Regions from separate parts of the Sus scrofa genome. Here region 2 is linked to region 1. A link is a contact called in public HiChIP or PLAC-seq data. All regions are on one chromosome and are shown on one strand. The core of a region is the stretch at or near the end of the contact, and the rest is flanking DNA. Distances in the headings are between cores, read along the strand shown.

Region 1 (6,312 bases), core at 2,822-5,321:
CGAATCTGACTAGGAACCATGAGGTTGCAGGTTCGATCCCTGGCCTCACTCAGTGGATTGAGGATCCGGCATTGCTGTGAGCTGTAGTGTAGCTCGCAGGCGCAGCTTGGATCTGGCATTGCTGTGGCTGTGGTGTAGGCCAGCAGCTGTAGCTCCAATTAGACCCCTAGCCTGGGAACCTCTATATGCTATGGGTACACAGCCCTAAAAAAAAAAAAAAAAAAAAAAAAAAAAAAAAAAAAAAAAAGGAAAAAAGAAAAGACAAAAAATACCTAAAAAGACATTTTTTCATTACTTACAGATAATATAATTACATAAAATCATTTGAACAGTATGTAAATGTGATGAGATGATCAATATAAAGATCAGCATAAAATTGTAGTTTCTTATATCAGTAAAAATAATCAAATAAAAGAGAAGGTCTATTCATCATAGCAACAAAAAACAAATAAACCAAAATGGAAATCTATAGGATCAATATAAAACATAATTAACTTGAAACATTCCCTGCACTTGACTGACTGTCACGAAGGATTATATGACAATTACACTCTAAATAAAGGCTTATTTCATGAAAGAAATTATTTCACTGTTCATTCACATGAAGGTTACTAGCTTAATAGGACCCTCTTTCCAACCAGTACTACATATCACTCAGTGATTCTCAAAATTTAATGAGCATAAGAATTACCTGGGAATGTTTACTGACATGATTATTGCAAGGCACCACCCCCGAGAGACTTCACATGAGTACCTCCGAGTAGAACCTATTTGCCTGCACAACTTGGAAAAACACTGGAACTCAAAGGAAGGAATCTCAGGTGGTGACACCTCAGTTCTGTCTGGAGATGAGCAGAAGAGTGAACACTTTTCTGGCCTTCCTCAAATAACATCAGCATCACTGGGTGTATGTGTTCACTTTTGGCTCTTAGACTGTTTATACCCAGAAGAACACACTTGGGCCTAGTATTTGGATGAAGTTATATGTGAAGAATCATAAGGGGTTCATCCTCCATTGTATGTTCTCCCCACTTTCTCTAAGTTCTTCCTTACATTCTGTGAATTTGGGAGCAAAGGAAGGAAGGTATAAATGACATCAAAGACGAGTGGGAAGAGAGGCAATGAGGGGGCTAGAGCACAGCCTCCGAGAAGGGCTGATGGCCAGGCATCGGGCTGGAGAATATACTTATTTCATCATGTGGCAATGGTTGGTTAGCTATCCATGAACCAGAGCAGAAGACCAGAACGGAACCCATGACACCCACCCCACCGTAAATCTGGGTTTTCTCCAAAACCATTTCCCTCCTGTATGTGGATGCAGTGAGCTGAATAGAGAATATAAGTCAACTTCAAGAAGCCCCCTCCACACTCTAGAGCCTGACCTGGCCACTCCTGAGCCTCTTGCCTCTGCCTGTGGTCAGACCAGTCTTCAGTTCCATGGGAGGCTTTGAGGGGCATCTGTACCCAGGACTGTCTCTCTTCTTCTATGGACTTTATCACACACGACTCATCTCCAGGGCCTTGATATGCAACTACCACGTCCAGTATCTGCCACGCCATCCCTGGAGCAAAGGAAGATGGGCGAGGCTGCAGCAAATACACTACGTGGGGCTGGTGAAGATACTGAGCACCTTCATTTTAGTGGCCCAAGAACTGCATAACATTCGTGGGCCATTTGTACTTATCACCAAGATGTATCATCAGAGGAACTTTTTGTACCACAAACAGTGGCAGCACCTCACTTTCTACATGACCTTCTTCCTGAGTGGGTGTGTAGATGTGGTGAGCCAGAACCTGCTGCCCCAGAGGTCACCTGCTCTGGAGCAAGGCGCCCAAGCTCTGGGCATGTTTCTGATTCTGCCCCTGATGGTGTCTCACTTGCAGGACTCAGAAGGCGTGGAGCTGCTGTGTCACATCCTGCTCATCCAGGCCTTGTTCCTGCTGCTGCTGGTGGTGATTGCAGAGCTGTGGGCTCCCAACATGCTGCAGCTCTGGGTACTGAAGGCCTTTTTGTATATGATTACAGGCTCTTGGCTGATTCAGATCGGCTTTATGCTATTCAGACCAATCTCCGGCCATAAATGGATGGATGATGACAAAAACGATATGATATTTGTCACCACCTTCTTCTGCTGGCACGTGGCTTCCCTCGTCATTGTGATGATCTGGATCTATGGCTTCTCCTTTCTGTGGTATTGCTACATTCGTTGATGCCTGAACCAGGTGAGCCCAGAATGGTTCCTGTCACCTGTGCCTTCTGGAACACCTGGAAGAGAAGTTGGGGAAAGAAGAGCCGTCAGAGAGGAAGAGCAGGTGTCCTTCCTCCAGAGGTGCCACCTGAGACAACAGACTCCCCGGGGACCAGTATGCCTCTCTCTCCCCTTTCGGCTTTCTTTAGTCCCATTTTCTGGGCAGTGTGCAGGGAGAAGGCAAGTGAAATACAGGAGGCGTGTGACTGTGACCTTCACTTTCAGCTCCCCAAGGATTCTCCCTACCACCACCTCTCTTCAGATCTGTTCTCGCTGCTTCTCTGCACACCTCATGCCCCACCCCCTACCCTGTAGAATGTGAAAATAAACGTACTATATCCTGCCTCTGGATCTTTATAAATATCCCTCGCCCACCATGTAGAATACCTACCACTAGTCGCTGATGTTTAGTCCATCGTAGTGATTTACAGTCTTTGGTACAGCATAGTGATTTACCCATCGTGATAACCACCTCCTCATCCTTTCTCTTTCTGAATCACGTCCATACTCACACTAAGTCTTAACTGTTATTTTGACCATCTAGCACTCCTAGAACTGTTGTTGAGGTCCTTCTTTTGATTACCTTATGGTTTATCAAACAGAAAGGTGGGTAGGTTTTTAAGCTTTGTTGAGGTATACTTAATATTAAAAAAAACCTGGAAGTATTTAATGTATACATTGTGATGAGTGTGGCATAAATATATGGTGAAACCATCACCACCATCCTCAAAGGCCATTTCTTCTGCAGGGTCTAGTAGAACAGAGCAGCAGTCTGCACAGAGTGAGGTCTCAAAAGTATTCCTCTGCTTCCAGAACTTCTCTATCCCCGTCTCCCCAAGTGTAGAGCCTGTCAGTTTCTTCTACCTGGACAGATCAACCCCTTGCTCTGTACACACTTCAACCAATGTCCAAGTAAGACCCACGGCTTTCTGGTTCTCATACAAAATAAAATCCAGTGGCTTGTTTATTCTGCACACTTTTCTTTCTGATCCCACAACTATTCTATGAAGTAGGTTCTGAATGGTCACCTAAAACTCAAAACTCTTAAGAAACTGGCTTCAGGTAGCCAGACATTTAGTCCTGTCACATAATGCTGTAGCTGGGTGTCAAGGGCAGTGAAATTCTTGGGAGTATTATTGGGGACCTACAAAAGAATGTGTTTATGCCACTCCTTCTGCTTTTCTCCCTGTCATCCCAGAGTATGGAGAAGCTGGCAAGCTTTCCTCACTTCTGGACATGGCTAAAATATCTATCTGTGTTTAGGATGGAGTAAGGGTGAGGCAGGGATTCTAGAGAATATCCTTCCAGTTTCCCCCTTTGCCCTTTTCCTTTGGTTATGGCCCTATTCTTCCTTGTTAATTTTCTTGTTCCAAAGTTAAGGTGTAGCCAGGGTAAATTGTTTTCTGGCGATTAAGGGCCTCTACTCTCTGGCTTTGGGGGCTTGTGAACATTCTGAGTATCGTAAAGGAGGGAGGTGCTTCCCAGTGTTGTTTACAGGGACCCAGCAGTGTCTCAGAATTTGGGATAGAATGCACGTGTGGGACGTCCAGTGTGTGACGAGGTGGCAGCTCTCCACAGGAGCCCTGCACCTTGCACTAGTGAGACGGTTAAGTAGCGATGTTGCTCTCTACAGGAGATGAGCTGTGGTCCCCAGCATGGAAACACAGTCCTCCTCTGGCACTGGTTCAGCGCCAGGGCTTCTCCTTGCTCCCAGTGACCGTGGAGGTCCATGTTTCCCCTGGAGGTTCTGCCCTGTTCCTGGTTGTCACCTCTGGGTCCCATCGTGTTGTTTCTTGCCCGGAACCTTGGGTGTCTTTGCAGGCCACGCCCAGCCTTGCAGCTCTTCCTTCCTGTGGCCTAGTTGAAACTCCTCTGGTGCCCTGAGGTGGGGGTGATAGAGAATCTGTTTTTCCTCTTCAGTCTGTTCTAGTGATTCAGCAAAACTGTTTTCTACTTTACTCAGGCCTCCTCTTTTTCATATTAAAAGCATATTTTGAATTTTTTAATCTAATAATTGATTTTTCTTCGCTAGTACAATCTGACCTCATTCTGAGGCAATGTGTATCTATCTATCTATCTATCTCTCTCTATATATATATATAGATTTTTTTTTTTTTTTTTTTTGCTTTTTAGAGCCACACCCATGGCATATGGAAGTTCCCAGGCTAGGGGTCGAATCGGAGCTACAGCTGCCAGCCCACACCACAGCCACAGCAACTCGGGATCTGAGCCATGTCTGTGACCTACACCACAGCTCAGGGCAACGCCGGATCCCCAACCCACTGAGCTAGGCCACGGATCAAACCTGCATTCTCATGGACACTAGTTTGATTTGTTTCTGCTTCACCACAACAGGAACTCCCACTGAAGCAATATCTTTTACTAATTAGGAAAAAAAGTTACATACAAGGGCAGAAAAGCAAACCCCAAATATTACTGTTTCAAGGCATTATCTCTCTAGGAAGGTAAAAGTTGAAGAGATACCAAAGACAATTTTTGATAGATCTGTCTCATTTCTGAGTACCTGTGAGGTCCCGTGAGATACTAATGAGCTCATCTCTCGTAGTAAATGAATGCCTCCAAATATTATGTCTTACAACATGTACCTTTTTTTTTTTTTTTTTTTTTTTTTTTTGGCCATGCCCATGGTGTGCGGAAGTTCCCAGTCCAGGAATCAAACCTGTGCCCCTGCAGTGACTCCAGCCACAGTGGTGACAAGGATGGATCCTTAACCCAATAGGTCACTAGGGAACTTCATCACAAGATGTATCTTTGAGGTAAAATAATAAATAGTAGCAGGCACCTTCAAAGCCACAAAGGATTAATACTGAGGCTAGATAACAATAGTGGACTAGACAGGCCTGCCGTTTAGGTGATAAAGAACTTTCTGTATTCTTCATATCCCAGTAGGTATGAGCACTCTGACAATAACCCTAATCACATTGGAATGTAAAATCAGTTGAAAATAAATCTGGGAAAAAAACAAAAATAAAAAAACAAGTAGAATTTTGGAGTGAAAGGTGTAATCTTTACCACAATCCACCAGAGGGCACTATCTTTCCATAGGCTGGGAAAGGGGCACTGGCCCTCCATTTATACTGAGGTATCGATTTTAAAGAAATGAAGGATGAAGAAGAGGGTAGAAAAATACATAAGCATCTAGTAAACATAATGAAAGTCTGTTTCCTGTTAAACTTAGATGTGTGGACATGAATAAATATGGAACAAAATGTTTGCAGTTGCTTATATTGCAGTCACTATCCAATAAGTATTGTACACATTTAATCAATTAATATTAAGCTTTTAAACTTGGCATATAGAATTACTTATGCATAATTTTATTTATAATTGCTTTCATTTGCTCATTATTTTTCAATGAAATTTGACAAACCAAAATTTACTAAACAGAGACTGTTTTCCCATTTTGTTAATTAAAATTCCTTAGACATTTCATATCATAATTGAAAATATGATTTAAGGAATTCTCTTTGGTACAGTGGGTTAAGGATCTGGCATTGTCACTGCAGTGGCTTGGGTCACTGTTCTGTGGCACAGGTTCGATTCTTGGCCTGGGAACATCCACATACTGTGGGCGCAACCAAAAAAAAAGAAGAAGAAGAAGTAGAAGGAGAAGAAAATATGATTTAAAAATACTTTAAATACCTAAGAAGGCAGATTTACAAAGCTAACAAAGAAAGTTCTTCTCCTAAGAACTTAAGAAGGCTCTTGTAAATTTAATGTCAGATTTTAAAATAAATGCAAAACAAAATTTAAGCATTTTATTCAATAAAAAACATACACAAAATACACATTTTAAGTATATTTGCATGAATAAAACTTAAGCAGAGAGAAACATTTTTATATGCTTGGGTTTAAATCTACCAACACAACCAAAATAATTAAAATTACTGTCTCTAAACTACTTGTGTCTTCTTGTCTAAAATTTATTTCTAAGGGCATTAGAATACATTTTTCACGTGAAGGGGAGGTTTGATTTACTGGCACATGTGAAATAACATGGGCTCTTGAATCACATAGGCAGGGTCTAATCTCACTGTTGCAT
Region 2 (5,858 bases), core at 2,892-5,391, 290 kb after region 1:
GGGTCCTTTTTTGCAGAATGATCAGAATCGGCCCCTCCCATCATTTGACAGGAAATTGTACTTCTGCATTGGGGGGAGGGGGTGTTTTTAGTTTCTCTATTTCTGTTTCTTCTTTTCCAAGCATTTTCTCTCTCGAGCAATTCTCCATGCCCAGAGCTGCATCCTCCTCCTCCTCCCCACCTTCAAATTTTTTTTTTTAACTTTGCCCTTTTAAGAAAATTTGACTTGTCTGTGGATAGAGCTACGAGATCTCGAAAGATTATGAAAATAATAATACTCCTCAGGTGTTTCAGTCATAACATTCTAAGTTCACCCTAAGCCTTCGGCTGGAGAGCATTCTGACCATTTGTTTTTTGATGTAACCTGTGAAGAATTTGGAAGCATAACATACCCAGTTTTATGTAAAATTCGAATTTACAAAATATGGATCATTCTCAGTTACAGTTGTGATTTTTTACCCCATCTCTTCCTGTAGGAGTTTCACTGTTCATGAAGCCAGCAAACTTTGCTCTTTTATTTAGTGCTCATTTATCTGTGCAAAGATAGATTTTTGAAGCAGTCTTGCCTCCCCTACCCCATGGCTTACACTCTGGAAGAGCAAAACTACCCTACTAATATCTCTGAGGTAAAGTTTCTAATGAAAAACAAATATTTGAGGGAATTCTGAGGTATAAGAAATTATTTTCATTAAGGCATCAGAGAATGTTCTCTAGTTTTTAAAGTGAGTTCTAAACATTGGCTAGACTGAAGCAGCTAAAGTGAGAGGTACTGCCATTTTAGGTGGGAGAACCAGATGAGACAGGACAAGGTAGGGGCAATAGGGACCAGCTGGGCTAGTGTAATTTCAGGTGTGAAGAAATCTATGCTGAGACTCTCATACCGAGTATTTATATTCAAATACTCTCTACTTTGGTATTTGTCCCATGGAAATCAGGAAGAAGGTAATTAGCTTTTTTTTTTTTTGAGCAAGGCAAAAGCAAGATCAGAAATGGCTGAGCAGCTGGGAGATTAGTCTGGCAGCCTACCTGTACTGAAAAAGAAAATTCCAATTAGGACAGTGATTCCCAACTCCCATCCCAGGCCCCGTATTTTTTAACCAAACTATATGTAAGGACACTTAAGTAAATATATACATATGTATATATATGCCAGTCCAAGCTTCTGACTGTCCTAAGAATATTCTTGTGACTGCCCTAAGTATGAAATAAATGCAGCTAAAAGCACAAGAATAGGGAAATATAGAGCGTACAGCCTAATGTAGGAGACTTCTAATGTGGAACCTAGCTCTCTGGACTCTTATCACTTGACCTTTCTTGAACCCCTGTGAGCCCCTTGGACGTGGAGCTGTCTGTTGGTCCATTGGTCTAGATAAGAGGTAGCAAAGGATAAGTTATAAGAGGGGCGGTAAGGAGGGAGGGAGGGATTTCAGGGAAAGAAGATAACAAATGGAACTGAAATGACTTCATCTCTGAATAGAAAAGAGTAGCAGGAATAGGGGAGAAAACACCAGTGTGCCTGAGATGACAGGGAAGAGGGTGCTGATAAAGGAACACTACTTGCCAGCATTCTGTAGTCAGCAGACAAGGCTTCATGGAGAGGACTGTGAGCCTAGCTTTTGTTAATCACCTTACAAGAAATAATTCATTTAATTCTCTCAACAACCCTTTGAAATATTACTGTCATCCTAGTTTACAGAAGGGGGAACTGAAGCACAGGGAGGTTAAATAAGAGTCCCAAGGTCACCCAGCTGGTAAGCGGTGGAGCCAGGACATAGACCCGGAAGTCTGACTCTAGAGCTAGCGTTCTACCCCCTCCACTGTAAGGAACGAAGTAAGAAATTGTTTAGAAGACAAAATGGCAGGTCTGCTTTGGGCTGTCCTGAGCTGAATGGGTACAGGAGGGCCAGGGAAGACAGCAGTAGGCCCAGCATCAGCCTCATTGGATGTTGAGACATTCCTCTGGGGTAGACAGAACCTGTGTCATCGGGGCCTTGTGTTTTCCCCATGGGCCAGATGATTGCATTTCTGTTTCAAAACTTCCAAAAGGAAGTTCTCTTGTGGTGCACTAGGTTAAGGATCCAGCGTTGTCACTGCAGCAGCCCAGGTTGCTGCTGTGGCGCAGGTTCAGTTCCTGACTTGGGAACTTCCACATCTTCCACATGCTGTGGGCATGGCCAAAACAAACAAAAAAAAAGTGAAGAAAAAAAAAACCTCCCAACAGGATTTAATCTCATCTTCAAACTAGGAAAAGTCAGAGAAATCCTAGTATCCTGTATATCTGGTAGGGTTCCCCTTTGTTGCCTTTCAATATAAAACAAAGCTACTTGAAGGATTTGGGCTCAATTTCCAGAACAAACCTCTCCAGGGACATAGATGTTTGTAAGGGAGTGGTATCACTGTTGACTTTCCATAAAAACAGTGTTTTGCCATATGGTATAGACTTTCATGTTTTTGTCCTTGTTTTGCCGTGTTTCTGGCTTCAAGGGCTCACATGGGAATACAGAAAATCTTGGGGGATACAGAAAAAAAAATAGAACATATAACCTCTGTACTCCAGAAGTTTATACTCCTATTTGGGAAGACGAGATAAACAGCTAAGAGCAAACAAAATATGATAGTTCATAAGTATTATATTCTGTGGGTCAGAGTTAAGTGTAGTGAGCTTTGGGTTTTGAGATGCGCCCGTAGCCTCAGAACTATAACATACTCGCTCTTGTTCATTACCTGTAGACATCACTGTGTTTGCTCTAAGCCAACTATCTTTTGTATAACTGTAAGCCAGAATTGTCTGATTGTGTTTTTATTTTGTTTTGCTAATTATACTTTACATTTGTGTCTTCAAGTTTTTATGTCTTACAGCTCAAAAAAATAATAATGCTTCTGTAATTAGTTAAATGGCAAAGTTGGGGGTTGAACAAGGCAATCTGTTTGTAGAATCCAGGCTGTTAACAAGGATGCTTTATTGCTTCTCATTGCCTGTTTGAGATGAGTTCTTGGCTTCTTCTTTTTTTTTTTTTTTTTTTTTTTTTTTTTGGTCTTTTTAGGGCCACACTCGTGGCATATGGAAGATCCCAGGATAAGGTTGAATCAGAGCTGCTGCTGCCAGCCTACACCACAACCACAGCAATGCAGAATCTGAGCCTCGTCTGCGACCTATACCACAGCTTGTGGCAGTGCTGGATCCTTAGCCCACTGAGCGAGGCCAGAGATTGAACTCATGGATGCTAGTCGGGTTTGTTATCACTGAGCCACAGCGAGAACTCCCTTCTTGGCTTTTTTACGGTTATGGGTAGGTACACTCTCGGCCAGGTGGCGAGGGATCCCTTTGCCCCAGAGAGTGTGGCCAGGTTCACTGTCTTAGCAGTGATCTCACCATCTGCGGAAGTCCTCATCCAGCTACCATCTGAACACCTCATTTAATCACCCACATAGTCATCACTTTTTTACTGAACACAAGGTGTCCAGCAGAGCACTCGGTGCAGGGAAAGCAAAGGCAAATGCAGTCTGTTTCTGGCCCTGAGGGAGCTTGGTCTAAGGGTAAAAGAATATTTGTGATGTGGCTTACTAGAGCTGGGAAGAACTGAACAAAACTAGAATATGAAAGATCTTATTAGTGTTATTTAGATCACACTGAAGCCTTAAGACTTAAGAACTGGCTTTAGGGCAGATTCTCCCTTAATGGTATGAAGTTATGGAAAGAGATAAGAATATCCCTTTTCTCCCCCCCCCATATTTCAACCTGAGTAACAGTAATTTTTTATATACTCAACCTCTCTGAGTTAGGTTCATATTCTTTCCTGGGTCTGCTGCTGTTCACCCTTGCTCTTTGAGATTTCAGATTGCTACCATCCCCTACGTAGGTAAAATGGGAGCCCTTTCCAAGGCTGTTTTTCTAGAACAGTTCTCTCTTCTTGTCCCCACCTTTCCTGTCTTTAAAAAAAAAAAAGAGTTTCCTCCTCTCTAGTATGAAGCACTAATGTTTTACATTGTTCTCATTTGCTCTGGGTGTTTGTGTTCTTGTAAGCATTTTTCACAGTTCTAAGCTATGTAGGAATGGACTTTGCCCAGGAGTTTTATCATTAATGACAGTCCTTGAAAGAGAGAATTCCCTTGTATGTTTTCCAGACTTTGTCAGCAGCTCAATGGCCTCCCCGAAGAAGAAACTTCAAGGTCTCGTGGCCGCGACCATCACGCCGATGACTGAGCATGGGTAACTATGGCTTGGGACTAAAGGGCTCTCCCTCCACTGCAGAGGACGGTAGGTCTCTATAGCAGGTTGCTTCGACTTCGCGGCTCTGTGGCACCATTGCCAAGTGGCAGCTTCCGCCAGTCATCCCCCCCTCACTCTCTCTGGCCCCAAGTCAGAGAAGAGATCTCTGCCTCGCAAGCAGTGCAGAAAGAGACAAGGTAAGATATGGCGGCTCACCCTCCTCCCAGTGTCTAGCTCCACAAAGCAAATTCTCCTTGGATTTCATTGGAACCCTGGCCTTCCCACATAAGGCTGGTGGAGTTGGGTGAGGAGAGTCTCATTTTAGCAGGATTTGATGTCAATCTCTGGCCTCTAAACCCTGTCTCCAGACCATTCATAGACATGATGAAAATGTCCTACCCAGAGCAAAGTGGGGAAGGTGGCTGCCAGATGGACACCTTAAGGCATGTTTTACAGTCTCATTTCAACATGGGTTAGGAGTTCCCATTGTGGCTTGGCTGGTTAAGGACCCAGCATTGTCTCTGTGAGGATGCAGGTTCCATCCCTGGCCTCACTCAGTGTGTTAAGAATCTGGCATTGACGCAAACTCCACCATAGGTTGCAGGTGTGGTTTGGATCCAGCGTGGCTGTGGCTGTGCTATAGGCCAGCAGCTGAAGCTGCAAATAGACCCCTGGCCCAGGAACGTCCATATGTCACAAGTGTGGCCATAAAAAGGAAAAAAAAAATTGGTTAAATGTTGGGGAGCAGATGATTGTTGAGAAATCCTTACCCAAGCAGGCATTTTGCCCTCCAGATGAATATTATGGCCATCCTTTTGCTGGTACTCTCAGCTAGTGGTCACATGCCCTGGGTCTCCATCAGCAATAATAGAAGGCCTCCCAGGACATTGCCATTAACCAGGTGGGGAGTCCTCCACCTTCTGGATCTAAATGTTTTTGACCCATTAGAGGAGTCATTCTAACAAAGCAGCCAGAATTCTGTCTTCTTTAAGCTTCCTCTTTCTTCATCTATAAAATGTAATTTTAGTCGTACCTGCATCATGGAGTTATGAGTGTAAAAATGAGATAATCCATATAATAGTACTTAGCACAGGTCAGTATGTACTTAGGTCAATAAGTTTGAACTGTCCTGGTGGCATGAGGCAGCGGTCAAGAGGAGATGAGGTATTTAAGATATCTTTAAGTAAAGCTTTTATGCTTTTGATCTTCCATTGCTGAATTTGTAAACCCTAACCCTGTTCCTTTAAAGCAGATGAAATTTCTTTTTTTTTAGTATTTTCGTTCAAGGTTGGTCATACCACAGTTTTCCCTTAGATCTTCAGATAATCTTCTAACTTCTAATATTCACAAATAATCACATCTTTACTAGGTCTAAATACAATTCTTGCTGAGACGGCATATAAATTACTCAGTGGTTAGTAGCAATTTTTTTTGTTTCCGTTGCTTCTCTGCTTCTGCAAGCCCTAAGAAAAACTGTAGTCAGCTCTTTGTCAGTGTGTCCGCTACTTGTTGGGCAGATGAAACAGAAGGCATGTGATTGCATGAGCAGACAAGATTTACTTCCTGTTATGGAGTAAGATCCTGTTTGCAAGCTCAGAACACTACATCTGGTTGATGCCACTTTAACCTTTTTAATCAGACCCTCTAAG

What was found. HiChIP or PLAC-seq counts read pairs in DNA pulled down with a chosen protein or histone mark.
Region 2: a contact with region 1 is called in an H3K27ac HiChIP or PLAC-seq map of alveolar macrophages. The contact joins the promoter of NPL here to the enhancer-like site in region 1. A contact is called at or near these places in 1 of 47 Hi-C or Micro-C datasets (fetal skeletal muscle) and 1 of 2 datasets of contacts at active chromatin or transcription factors (alveolar macrophages).

Annotation. Positions count from the first base shown.
Region 1 is chr9:123,807,395-123,813,706 of Sscrofa11.1, forward strand. The region is part of intron 1 of RGSL1 (regulator of G-protein signaling protein-like); the gene reads left to right. Among named protein-coding and RNA genes, the nearest start is that of TEDDM1, 37 kb to the left of the region's middle. Within about 2 kb of position 4,072, at least 4 of the 83 cell types and tissues checked have an H3K27ac peak or open chromatin away from gene starts, as enhancers often do. A contact at or near this core is called in alveolar macrophages, where this site is marked.
Region 2 is chr9:124,093,954-124,099,811 of Sscrofa11.1, forward strand. It overlaps NPL (N-acetylneuraminate pyruvate lyase (dihydrodipicolinate synthase)), which reads left to right and starts at 4,142. Exons shown (of 11, transcript NM_214071.1): 1 at 4,142-4,209. The coding sequence starts at 4,142.